Regions from separate parts of the Oryctolagus cuniculus genome. Here region 2 is linked to region 1. The links are chromatin contacts, called in public Hi-C maps. All regions are on one chromosome and are shown on one strand. The core of a region is the stretch at or near the end of the contact, and the rest is flanking DNA. Distances in the headings are between cores, read along the strand shown.

The links. A called contact is a pair of places that touch in the nucleus more often than the background predicts.
Region 2: a Hi-C map of skin fibroblasts shows a contact between it and region 1, with 1.6 times the contacts expected there. The contact joins two enhancer-like sites. A contact is called at or near these places in 4 of 6 Hi-C or Micro-C datasets (liver, psoas muscle, skin fibroblasts and 1 more).

The regions. Positions count from the first base shown.
Region 1 is chr15:43,346,641-43,353,339 of mOryCun1.1, reverse strand. The region is part of intron 2 of SGMS1 (sphingomyelin synthase 1); the gene reads right to left. Among named protein-coding and RNA genes, the nearest start is that of SGMS1, 76 kb to the right of the region's middle. Within about 2 kb of position 3,494, at least 1 of the 8 cell types and tissues checked has an H3K27ac peak or open chromatin away from gene starts, as enhancers often do.
Region 2 is chr15:43,548,135-43,555,475 of mOryCun1.1, reverse strand. The region is part of intron 6 of SGMS1 (sphingomyelin synthase 1); the gene reads right to left. Among named protein-coding and RNA genes, the nearest start is that of ASAH2, 74 kb to the left of the region's middle. Within about 2 kb of position 3,980, at least 2 of the 8 cell types and tissues checked have an H3K27ac peak or open chromatin away from gene starts, as enhancers often do.

The sequences.
Region 1 (6,699 bases), core at 2,245-4,744:
GAATATCTAGTGCCCCTTATTACATATTTAAGCAATACTAGGTTTTACATGAGGTTGAAAAGAACTCTTTTTTATTTTATTTTAAAAGATTTTATTTATTTATTTGAGAGGCAGAGTTATAGACAGAAAGAGGGAGAGTCAGAGAGAAAGGCCTTCCATCCCCTGGTTCACTCCTCAAATGGCTGCAATGGCCAGAGCTGAGCTGATCCAAAGCCAGGAGTCAGGAGCTTCTTCCAGGTCTCCCACATGGATTCAGGGGCCCAAACACTTGGGCCATTTTCACTGCTTTCGCAGGCTATCAGCAGAGAGATGGATCAGAAGAGGAGCAGTCAGGACATGAACCAGCGCCCATATGGTATGCTGGCGCTGAGGCAGAGGCTTAGCCTGGTATGTCATAGCACTGGCCCTGGAAAGAACAACTCCTGCTTTGGCAAAGAAGAATAGCTTATCAACTCTTTTTTTTTTTTTTTTTTTTTTTTTTTTTTTTTTTTTGACAGGCAGAGTGGACAGTCAGAGAGAGAAACAGAGAGAAAGGTCTTCCTTTGCCGTTGGTTCACCCTCCATTGGCCGCTGTAGCCGGCGCGCTGCTGCCAGCGCACTGCGCTGATCCTATGGCAGGAGCCAGGTACTTATCCTGGTCTCCCGTGGGGTACAGGGCCCAAGCACTTGGGCCATCTACCACTGCCTTCCCGGGCCACAGCAGAGAGCTGGCCTGGAAGAGGAGCAACCGGGACAGAAGCCGGCGCCCCGACTGGGACTAGAACCCGGTGTGCAGGCGCTGCAAGGCAGAGGATTAGCCTAGTGAGCCACGGCGCCGGCCTCAACTCAAATTTTTAATGAAGCATTTTAAAAGAAAAAGGTGCTTTAACAGTAGGACAAGAAGTTGTATAAAGGGTGTTGTAGAAATCAGAACCTGACCTAAAATATGAACAAGTAAAGAAATTCAACAGTAAAACCAAATCATGCAACCAGGAAAAAAATACTTTATTGTTAAAAAAGGGGAAAGAGTTTTTACACCAGTGGGGGACCCAAATCTTTTATATAGTAGGCAGTAAGCATTGCTGACCTTTGTTTCAAAGAACACTCTACATTCTGTCTCATTCTTCTAAGGCTGTTTAGTACAAAAACAACAGAATTATTTCCCACCATAGGTGGGCTGAGAATAGGAAAAGAAAAATGGGAAGAAAGGGGAACTTGGAAGGTTTTGAGGTTACAGAGGTAACTTACATAGATATTAACTTAAGTGCTATAGTTTGAACAGGATTTGGCTCCCCCCACCATCATACAGACATTTACATCTCAAAGGCTTAAGTTAATGGTACTACAGAGGGTGAGGATTCATCCAATTATGGTATTGAAAGTTGGAGCCTTTCAGAAGTGACTGGATTAGATTAGGCCATCGGGGTGGAGAGCCCATGATCAAATCATGGTGGCTTTATAAGAGACCCCACAGACATGCACGACCATGGGCCCGGCCTCTCTGCTTTCTGACTTGTGACTCTGCCCTCTGCAACAGTTCCACACCCACCACCCTCATCAGATGACAGACTAGAGGAGTTAGCCAATCTTAGACTGTAAACCTCCAAAACCATGAACCGAAATAAACCTTCTTCCTCCAAAAGTAGCTTCTCTCAGGTATCTGTTATACTGACAAAGAGGTGACTCATACACTTAGCTGATTAATTTATATTTATTTATGTAATTCGCACAGCCACTCTAAGAAGCAGATGCTGTTATTACCTCCTATTAAAAATGAAAGCACTGAGACAGAGAAGGTGGGCTACTTGTAATGCAGTTAAGTGGTAGAGCCACAGGCACACCCAGACTCTAGATCCAGGCCCCTGCTAGTAACCACTCCTCTTTCCTGCCCCTATACTCCTTCAACTGGACTCTGCAGTTTCTGAATATAAATGACAATTATGTGCTAATGATTCAATCAACTCCCAGAAACCTATTATTATTACTATTTATCTAATGGGGTTTATTTTTTTAAAAGAGATTTATTTATTTGAAAGTCAGAGTTACACAGAGAGAAAAGGAGAGGCAGAGAGAAAACAAGGTCTTATATTTGCTTGTTCACTGCTTAATTGGCTGCAAACACTGGAGCTGCGCCAATCCGAAGCCAGGAGCCAGGAGCTTCCTCCGGGTCTCTCACACGGGCGCAGGGGTCCAAGGACTTGGTCCATCTTCCACTGCTTTCCCAGGCCATAGCAGAGAGCTGGATTGGAAGTGGAGAAGCAGGGTACCAAACCGTTGCCCATATGGGATGCCGGTGCTTCAGGCCAGGGCTTTAACCTGCTGTACCACAGCACTGGCCCCTATCTACTGGTTTTTTAAACTCTAAGTATTTTTTTCACTTATAGGCACCATCTGAGTTTATACCATCATATTCTGAATCTAATTCCTAGACTAGAATTCTCTAGGCCCGCCATAAAAAAGGAACAAGTTACGACTGGTTGCTTACAATTTCCTGCCTGAAATAGCCCAGATAAGCAACTCGGAATGAGCCAAATACCACAATGCAAAATAGCATCTGGCATTTTTTCCTGATTAATGGAAGAGCTGGATGCCATTCGTGTTCAACAATAGGAAATTTCAAGGCCTTGGAAAGCTTTCTTGTAAGTACATATTGACCTGGAAGCTACTGAGGACCAGCCCATATAAGTTCATTCAGACAACCCCAGGGTGAAAAAAGAGAAATATTCACTTAAAACAGACCATAATGCCTCAGGACCATGGTAAACATGCAGCAGGGTACACATCACATATCGAAGACCCGTCACTGTAACTAAGTGGGATGGACAAGAAAGCCCCCAAATGTTGCTTTACTTGGCACAGTACTTTACTTCAACCTTCTTTTCTTTAACATTAGTTCCAACCACCAACCATTAAACAACACAGCCCACCTGCATCTAGCTGCCAGAAGTGCACCTGTGACTATCATTCCAAGTCATTTGGCTCACTCATATCCTGTATTTCTACACACAGCAAATACCCAGGCTGCTTTTGTTAGGTAGGAAGTCAGATATGAGCTTATGTGTGTGTGACAAAGGCCTAAAGAATTGACATCTAGGTCCAACATATGCATCTCAAAGTCATACCAATAACTTTCCAGGGGCAGCCCAGTATATGCATTTCAAATATTCTGCTCCAGATCCTGATCCTCCAGGGGGTCCTGACCATCCTTCCTCTAACCGGGGCAGCACCAGCCAGGCTTCCTCCTGTCTGATAACTTCACGGGGAAAACTCAGATAGGAATTTTTCTATTTAAATCCAAGAAGTCCTTTGTTCCAAGAGGAGCAGAGGTGGGGAGGCAAGACCCATCCTCTTAAAAACCCCCAGCCTCAACCAGACTGTGTGCTCAGCCCTCTGCCTCTATGCTGAGCCACCCACCTGGCCTGGCCAGGTGTACTCTCTCCACTCAACCATGTAACCCAGCTCTCCCCCAGTCTGAGCGACTGGGCACTCTCTCTTTCAGGTCCTGTCTGGAGAGGTGCCCATCCGTTCTTACGGATGTCCCTGCCCTGATAAACCTTGCTATTTTACTTTCTACTACTCTGTCTCACACCTTAATTCTTTCTTGCGCGAAGACAAGGACCCTGCCTTTCACCGGTAACACTTTGGGAGTGAAGAAAAGGAAAGGATTAAATACGGTTATTTCTCTGAACAGTGATGATCATCAGATATAGGTATATTCTAGAATTAAACCCATTTTGCTAATACAGAAACTGATCCTTAAAATAGTTAAATAACTTCCGAGGCCACACAGGTCTGAGTGTCACTGCTCCCCTGTACTCACTATTACTAGAAACATTTTAGCAGCTTTTCTCAAAGGACTAAGCCTGCCCAGAGGCATAGGAAATACATCTGACAACACAGAGGAATGAATGGTCTCACCTGAGGAGCTCCAGGTGGAGACCCACAGCGTGGAGAAGGTGTTCACCAGGCACGCAGGCATATGTACACAGTCCCAACACTGAGAAGTTTTTACAGGCAAAAGCCATCCCTTCCTAAGTAAAGCTATATGAACTGCAATTCAACTATGTCAACAGGAGGAAACATCCAACACCTCTTCCTTAAACACCGGAAAGCTTATGCAGACAGAAGAAAGGAAATAAAGCAGATATAAATAGTTCAGTGAGCATGTCAGTTCTCAGTAGGAACTTTCACCATTTTTCCTTCAATTTGTTACAGACACATACATAGTCTCATGTATAAATAAGTACCCATTAAATAGATGTATAATGTTTCTCCTTGCTGACCTAGCAATATAACTGCCAGGTGTTAATGCCAGGCACTGAGCAAAGCGAGGAGAGCATTACCAATGACAGGGACAAGTCAAACGTATAGAGTGAGAAGGGCTTTGTCCACACATTCCTGGCAGCTTACCCTTCCAGTAAAACAATCCTGCAATTATAAAAGCACCAGGCCCTTTGACCTCGTAATCCCGAACATGCCACGATTGTTTTAATGAATTCCCTTCTACTTCCCACAATCTGCTTTGATCTAGTTGTGATCACGGTTTCCATATCCTGCTCGCCAGTTTTCCTAACAGCCATTTAAAAAAGCTGCATTACTCAGCAAGGGACCACAGTCATTGGGAGAGAAGATTCCGGCTGCATCTGTTAACCTTTTTATGTTGTATCACACCTTGTTAAGTCAAGAATAGTATCTAAGTTCTGTGGCTAAGCACAGCTCCAAAATGCTAGTGCTTTTATGAGGTGGACAGAAATATTTAAGCCCACAGTTGACTGGTACAGTTGATAGAAACAAAATTAGACTAGGTGGGAGCTAAAAGGCCTGGTTTTTGAACCTTGAACTATTTAACATGACCTTCAGCAAACCATAATTGCTCTGTTTTTCTCACAGGTTTTATGGCATGTCTGCAGTGTTTGTGGCACTAGTTCAAGCATTTTGCAAATATCAACACGCTGCAATCCCATAACAACCCTAGGAAGTATCTCCACTCTCATTTGACAACTGAGGAAACTGGGGCACAAAGTAATACACCAGCTAGTATCAACCAGCAGAGTGTGAATGGAACACAGACCATCTGGGTCCAGAGCCCAATCCCCTAACCACTGCCACTGCTAGATTAGAGGATTTCTGGGTTTTCTTCCAGCTGAGACCTTCTATGATTCTGAAATTCTAAGAATGTGCTGTGCTTACTCGATCACATTTATGCCAATTTCTTGAATTTGCTCAATGCCCTTCATGATACATTCTTGATCTTTAAACACTGACAGATTTAAAGCAGCTACCAAAGACACTGACTTCAGACACTTGCTTTAATGAAAGGTCAAGCAGAAACAAACTAGAAAGCCATGTGGTGCTTCAATTCTGGTTTATTCAGAATTAAACTAACTCAACTGAAAGGTGGAAGGATGCGAGACACAGAAGCATTTTGCTTTTACAATTACCAAGACTGCAAACACCAGTTTCAAGGCTCTCTAACATTTCAGGTGGGCCTCTCGCCCCCAAAAGGATGGAGGTTGCAATGACATCTCTAAGCCACCAGAGAGCGTATCTTCATACAGGTTCAGAACATTTACAAACAAGCCAAGTTAAAACTTTAGTTTTCCAAGATGGTGTTAAAAACCCACCCACCCTGGGTCTTTAACACCTGGCACTGTGGTATGGTGGGCTGGGTCTAGCCTTCATTCTGCGGTGCCAGCATCCCTTGTGAGTGGCTAGGTAGTGCTCCTCTTCCAATCCAGCTTTCTGCTTCTGGCCTGAGAAAGCAGTGGAGGATGGCCCCTGCACCCACATAGGGGACCTGGAGGAGTCTCCTGGCTTCCCGCTTTGATCAACTCAGCTCCAGCGTTGCAGTCACTTGGAGAGTGAACCAGTGGATAGAAGACCCCTCTCTGTCTATAACTCTCTTGAATAGATAAAATATTAAAAAAAAAAAAAAACTCACCCTGGTTTATGTACCTTTTTATTCAAATCAATTAAGGCTGAAGTGTACCCTTTCATGTCCTCTATGAAATTGCAGTCTCACCCCTTGCCCAAATGAGTGAATGAAATCACCACTTTCAAGATCAGATTCTAGGACTCCGCTATGGACAAAACCCGAGTTATCTCATTAAAATGCAGATTCCTGTCCTCTACACCTATATAGATCATGGTTTTGTGAGTGTGGTCTGGGGCTCAGGAATCTACATTTTTTTAGGATTTATTTTTATTTATTTGAAAGTCAAAGTTGGCGGTGGCAGGGGGTGAGGGTGTCTTCCATCCACTGGTTCACTCCCTAAATGACCACAATGGCTGGAGCTGGGATGATCAGAAGCCAGGAGCCAGGAAGCTTCTTCTGGGTCTCCTTCATGTATGCAAGGGCCCAAGGACTTGGGCCATCTTCTGCTGCTTTCCCAGGCTCATTAATAGGGAGCTGGATCAAAAGTGGAACAGCTGGGACTCGAATTGACACCCATATGGGATGCCAGTGCTGCAGGCAAAGGTTAACATGCCACACCATAGCGCCAGCCACCAGTAATCTACATTGGTAACAAACCTGTTGAGGATGTACATTTAAACACACACATACACACAAACACACATATACACATACATACACATACACCACCAAAATCTTTCCCAGTGCCTCCCTGACTGGCACAGATGTTTTGTGGACCACAATTTGCAACACTGTGATAGATACTACAAGAACTAAGTTATATTTCCCTTAAATCCCAGCCCAGG
Region 2 (7,341 bases), core at 2,731-5,230, 200 kb before region 1:
TCCGCTTTGAGGGCAGAGGTCCTGCATGGAAGTTAAGGCACAGTGACTCCTGTTGTTAATTTAACAATTAATACTATTATGTTTGATGTCAGTGATCACCTGAGGCTCCTGACATGCGCTGACTAGGCTATGGGAAGCCTTCTGAGCCCACAAGCTATCAGGTAATTTTTGAAACAGAGCTAAAATCAGAAGGATTGACTGAGAGCATTCAGGAAGGTGTGGCTAGATTCTCCCTCTTCACAGCTGGGTAGTCACCTTTGCTGTACACCAAAGAAGACTGAAACTGACTATCTGGAAAGAGAAGCGGACAGTTTCTAGAATAGGGGATGTCAAACATAGTTGAAAACAGAGGTCCCTTGCTAAAAACAAGGGTACAAGTTACAAATAAATGTTCGGGTAGGATCTGCCCTCACTTGCAATCTCACTAGGCACCTGGAGTAACTTCCAAGAGAAAGATCAAAGAACACTGAACATCTTGTGTTGAAACCCATATGAGCCGGCGCTGCAGCTCACTAGGCTAATCCTCCGCCTTGCGGCGCCGGCACACCGGGTTCTAGTCCCGATCGGGGCGCCGGATTCTGTCCCGGTTGCCCCTCTTCCAGGCTAGCTCTCTGCTGTGGCCAGGGAGTGCAGTGGAGGATGGCCCAAGTCCTTGGGCCCTGCACCCCATGGGAGACCAGGAGAAGTACCTGGCTCCTGCCATCGGATCAGCACGGTGCACCGGCCGCAGCGCGCCGGCTGTGGCGGTCATTGGAGGGTGAACCAACAGCAAAGGAAGACCTTTCCCTCTGTCTCTCTCTCTCATTGTCCACTCTGCTTGTCAAAAAAAAAAAAAAAAAAAAAAGGAAACCCATATGCAGAGAGCTTCCAAACAGCTTTACTAGTGCCTATTTCAAAATACAAATTACAACTAAAACAAAAAGAAATCCAGACATTAGCTTTGTAATGCATACAAAAGCTAGAGATTAAAAGAACACAAAACCATTGAAAAATGGAAGAAATATATCCCCAAGGAGTTAGGTTTTCAACAGCAACAAGATGATACCAAAGGAAAGACAAAGAATACTAAAAAGAACCATCTCAGAAATTCATGGTAAATATGAAAAATTCAATAGGAAACAAAGCTGAAAAAAATCTCTTAGAAAGTAGAACAGGGGCTGGAGCAGGGCATTGGGATCATATTAGCATGCAGAAGACACTGTCCAGTTCCTGGGAGAACACACTTGAAGGGGCACAAATGCAAAGACTTCACATGAAGGGTTTTCCCAGGCAGATGCTGATACATTCTTGGACCAGAACAGCAGCAGAGGAGTTATAGAGCTCTCTGCAGATGCTCCTGGGAAAGGAGTGAAAGATGGCCCAAGTCCTTGGGCCTCTGGACCCATGTGGGGACCAAGAAGAATTTCCTGGCTCCTGGATAAGGCCTGGCCCAACACCCTGGCCATTGCAGCCATTTGAGGAATGAACTGGCAGATGAACGACATCTCTCCCTCCGTCTCTCTCTCTCTCTCTCTCTCCCCCCACTCCTCCCACAGCTCTGCCTTTCAAGTAAATAAAATAAATCTTTTTAAAAAGTAAAAAAAAAAAAAAGAAAGAAAAAAAAAGAAAACAAAACAAAACTATGGACTGGGACAGGTGTTAAGCCTCTGCTTAACTCTGAGACTTTCTAAGACTGATTTGGGTACTCCGTCACCATGTCTAACAAAGATAATAAAAAGCAACTATTGTAAAGTACACTTTCGGGTTTTTAAATTGGAGACTGCCTAGAGCAGGTAACAGATTGATAGAAGGCTAAAACAACATAATTTCTTGATTTATATAAAAAATTCTTAAGTACTATGTACAATTTAGTCAGTTTTTGTAGTCACTGAGGATCAGAAATACCCACTAACTTAACCAAAATCTCACAGACAAAATGTTGACCAAACTACACAGACAAAAATAAACTTGGCTCACTGAGGTGAAAGGAAATCTAATTTAAGGACCACGACCCTTGGGACTAACACTGTGTTTCAAAATTAGCAACAAATCATAGGTCCACATAGGAGAAACCACGTTTGTCTCCCTAAATAAATTCCTAATACTCATCTTGTAGACAGAAAAGTTCAAACTATTTTCAGATCACAGAGCATTCAATGGGAGTAAATTCTAAATTGATGGCACTTTGGTGTACATCTGGGGGGCACCCATGGCCATCTTCCCACCATGTACAGATCCTCCTGTTGCCTGGTCTCCTATAAGTAAAAAGCAATCATGAATTTTTTTTTTTATTTCTCCCAAACTTCTGTGGTCCACCTTTACCAACCTTCTTTATCTTTTTTTTAAAGATTAATTGATTTATTTGAAAGAGTTATACAGAGAGAAAAGGAGAGGCGGGGGGCCTTCCATCCACTGGGGGAGAGAGGGAGAGAGAGAGAGAGAAGAGAGAGAGAGAGAAGACAGAGAAAGAGAGAAGAAAGAGAAGAGAGAGAAGGGAGAGAGGAGAGAGAGGGGAGAGGAGAGAGAGGTGAGAGGTGAGAGAGAGAGAGGGAGGGAGGGAGAGGGAAGGAGGGAGGGAGGGAGGGGTCTTCCATCCACTAGTTCACTCCCCAATTGGCCGCAACGGGTGGAGCTGTGCCGATTCGAAGCCAGGAATCAGCAGCTTCTTCTGGGTCTCCCACATGGGTGCAGGGGCCCACGGGCTTGGGCCATCTTCTACTGCTTTCCCAGGCCATAGCAGAGAGCTGGATCAGAAGTAGAGCAGCTGGGACTCGAACTGGCGCCCATATGGGATGCCGGCACTGCAGGTGGCGGCTTAAGCCGCTATGCCACAGCACCAGCCCCTGCCTTCTTTATCAACTGACTGACAACTGCTAGCAGCAAAGCTTAACTTCCCAGAAGGGACATTCCTGATCCATGAAACAGGTCTGCATGGAACACAGGCTGTGAAGGGACTACATCAGGTTTGGAATAAGGTACATCACCACCAGGGGGCAGTATAAAGTCAATGAAATAACATCCCAGCACTCATTTCCAGTTAAAACCAATGCTGGAGTTAACTTCCAGCAAACGTCCTGGGCCAAATGACACCATTAAATAATGGAATTGCAAGAACTAGAACCCTGTTTTCTTAGTTATCAATTGATGCTATCTCCACCATACCCGTAAGATCTTATCGCACATCCAGTGGCTATAATTAGCAACATGGCCATTTCGAGTTTTTCTTGCAAACTTAATGCCCTTCTGAGCTATCCTGCCCTCCCACAAGACTGCTGAGGGTGTTAACAAAATAAACATTAAAGAGCACACAATTTAGCAGAAGGACTTATCCTATCACTATAAATATTTACTGCTGTTTTTATACAAAATTTTAACAAGCTTTATTCTCTGGTGTCTCTGACTATAACTTAATGCAACAAATTTAAAACCATGCAACTAATCAAAGATGACTGACAGATTGTAAAGAATTTATAAGAAAATGATCAGGAGAGGCAGCAAGATGGTGGAACAGGGAGGGAGTTTACTGCTCTGGTCTGGGGAAAGATAGTTAAAAAAAAAAAAAAACGTGGAGAAAGTGCAATTTCAGGAAAGAGTTAAGGAGAAAACAGCAGAGGAAACTCCATGCAAATCAAGGGACACTGTAGATCCACGTGGAGGGTGTGGACGTACACAACTCAGAACCAAGCAGCTGAGAGCCCCAGCACCAGCTCCGGATAGTGAGGTGAGACCAGATGGCAGATGGCAGCAGCCCAAGCCACTGCAGATAAAGCTGAGGGAAGAGCCTGGTGTAAGTCTGGCGTGCAGCCCTGTGGGGGACAGTGTACCTGCCAACCTAGAGGGAAAAAAACGGGGGCACGTTTCGCTCTCCCTGACCACCTGGCACTGATGTCCTCTAACTAGCACAAGCTTCTCTCCCTGTGCCCAACAACCAGCCAAGAGGAGACAGGGGCCTGGGAGCTCGTGACTGTGGCAGCCTTGTGTGCTGGGACTGTGAAAACACTGAGGCTGTGTGTGAAGGAGGAGGGTGAGGCTGGGACTTCGGGCAGTCACTGTGGATGGCTCAACACATTCAGGGCTCCCTGATTCCCTGGGGAGGATCACTGCTGCAGGATCTGTGCTCACGCCAAGGACTGCACGGATCATTTGTGTGGTTTTAGTGGCAGAAGAGGTGAATATCGTACCCAGCGGGGCTAGCGCCCAAGCATTGGTCTCCTTGGAGGTGAGCATGAGATTAGACCAACAGAGCTGAACAAATCTCCCCTTTTAGAAGGAAAAAAAAAGAGAGATTTACTCCTAATTTGGGAGTCACCTTGGACACTCCCCTCACCCTGGAGCACTGAACAGAGCTCCCTGGCCATACCCAGCACACACCTCACTCAGGGTATTCACTGAAAGAGCAGACACTCCACTAATCCACAGAAGCATAGTCCAAAGATAAAAGTCATCACAAGGAAAAAAAAAAAAAAAACAATAAGTATTTCCATAAATGCCTAAAAATAAATGCAGCAATTCAAGAAACAAGAATAGGGAAGACAACATGATGCCCACAAAGGACTACAACACTTCAATAATAGAATGTGAAAATGAAGAGACTGATGAAATGCAAGAAATGGAATTCAAAATTGATTGTAGGATTACTTAGAAGTAATCAGAAGCAAATCCACAAACTAAAGAAATCTATACATGATATGAAAGAAATTTTTTTCTTGTGAAATTGAGATTAAATAACAAAATACTGGAAATGTAAAATTCAATTAAAAAAAATGCAGTGGAAAGCCTTAACAACAGAATCAGTGAGGAAGAAGAAAGAATATCCAAGTTAGGAGAGAAACCTCTGGAAATTTTACAGTCACAACAAAAAAAGAAGAGGAAATTAGAAAACAAAAAAAACAGTGTTGGAGATCAATGGATACTATCAAACTACCCAACATACAGGTAATCTTAAGAGCTCCTGTAGGCATGAAAGAGAGAATGGATTAGAAAGCCTTTTGGGTGAAATCATTACAGAAAACTTCCCCAATTTGGAGAAAGGAAGGGACGTCCAAGTACAGGAAGCATATAGGATCACTAATAGACAAGACCAGAAAAGATCTTACCAAAACACATTGTAATTAACCTCACAGTAAAACATAAAGATAAGATTCTAAAGTATGCATGAGAGAAAGAACAGATTGCTTTCAGAGGATCTCCAATTAGACTCACAGCTGACTTCTCATCAGAAACCCTACAGGCTAGGAAAGAATGGCGAGATATATTCTAAGCCTTAAGAAAAAAAACTGTTAACCCAGAATATTGTACCCTGCAAAGCTCTCATTTATGAATGAGGGTGAAATAAAGACCATATGGAATGCTGGCACTGCAGGCAGTGGCTTTACCCACTATACCACAGCGCTGGCCCCTCCTCTTTTTCTGTAACTCTTTCAAATAAATAAATAAATAAATCTTAAAATAAAAAAAGAAGATTTCGACAAGCACAGCCAAGAATTCTATACTTTTAAAAAGCTTTGAACATTAGAGAGAGCTTTAAAAAGCTCATTGATATGTGGAATTAAGAAATGAACTTATTTTGGTGTGACAATTTTTTGAAACTCATGTACACTATTTGAATAATATGTTTTTTCCATAAACTTTTTTAAGATCATTCTGAAGCATGGATTTCAAAAAATTTTACAGCAAAATAAACTCATGTTCTAACTCCATTTTCCACAATACTTTCAAAGTACCCTCAAACAAGTTCACTCTGTTATGTTGTGCTGAAATATTTAAGGTTCAAAATGAGTTATATTTAAAAGTATTCACTCAAATCACACCATTTACAATAGATCTCTAATGGCAACATAGAATTGATATCAAGTGTATAAACCATAGATCTAAAAAAATGAAAATGTACAAACACTGCACACAGAATAAACCATTTTATTCTGCCCTTAATTGCAATATGAAGAGCTTTTAAAAATCTGATACGAAAAAGGTCTTTCAACAAAGATTACAAATAGGCCACACACACACAGAGACACACCCCACTAATAACTGGGGAGAGTACAATCTCATCAGTTTAAAAAACAAAAATTAAACAAGAGCATGATGCAATTCTTTAGCTATTCAGTTGGTAAAGATGGAAAACAGTCATATCGAAAGTAACCGGTGTCACAAAAGGATTCTAACTTTTCAATATATCACAAGTCCATCTACTTCACTTCCAATGCAGCCTCCATGGTTCAGATTAATACCACTTTCCTCTGAAATCACCACTAAAGCTTCCTCATTACTATCCTGGGTAAACTCCACCCCACGCAAACCTTAACTGTGTAAAGCAGTCAGAAAACTTTTTTTTTTCTTTTCTTTTTTTTTTTTTTTTTTTTTTGCCAGGCAGAGTTAGACAGTGAGAGAGAGTTAGAGAGAGAGTTATAGACAGTGAGAGAGAGACAGAGAGAAAGGTCTTCCTTCCATTGGTTCATTCCCCTAATGGCTGCTACGGTCGGTGCTGCACCGATCCAAAGCCAGGAGCCAGGTGCTTCCTCCTGGTCTCCCATGTGGGTGCAAGGCCCAAGCACTTGGGCCATCCTCCACTGCCTTCCTGGGCCACAGCAGAGAGCTGGACTGGAAGAGGAGCAACTTGGACTAGAACCCGACGCCCATATGGGATGCTGGCGCCGCAGGCGGAGGATTAGCCAAGTGAGCCACAGCGCTGGCCCAGAAAACTTTTAAAACGCCGTTTCCAATCTTTGAGATCTTGCAATGACCTCCTGCTGTTCTTAGAACAAAATCTAGAAATAAATCTTTTTTAAAAACTGCACTAAATTGTCACATGTAGTACAAGACCCTCTGCCTTTGGACAGCTGAATCCTCCCTGACCACACTCCACACAGCCTACTACCCATCACTGATCCCAGCCCACTTCACTGCCTGGAGGCCTTTGAACATGTCATTACTTCTACCTGGGACACCATCATCTCATTCTTCACACGATTGGCTTCTGCTCAACTCTAAGACCTCCACTCCTAGGCTGTCTCTTTAGGCCTTCTCTGATCATTTCCTTTACCCGAGTCCATGTTGTGCTGCTACAACAGAATAGAGTAAATTGCCTAACTAACAAAGAACAGAATTTTTTTCCTCCAGGCTGGCAAGTCCAGTAGCAAGATACTAGCATCTGGTAAGGGTCTTCCTGTGGCAACATCCATTGAAGAAAGACAAAGAGAGGTGGTAGGGGTGGGGGTGCAGAAACTCATGCCTTCATATGGAATTCACGTCCACAATATTGGCAGTAATCCACTCAGGAAGGCAAGCTCTCAAGACCTCATCACCTAGGCCGGCGCCACGGCTCACTTGGCTAATCCTCCACCTGCGGCGCCGGCACCCAAG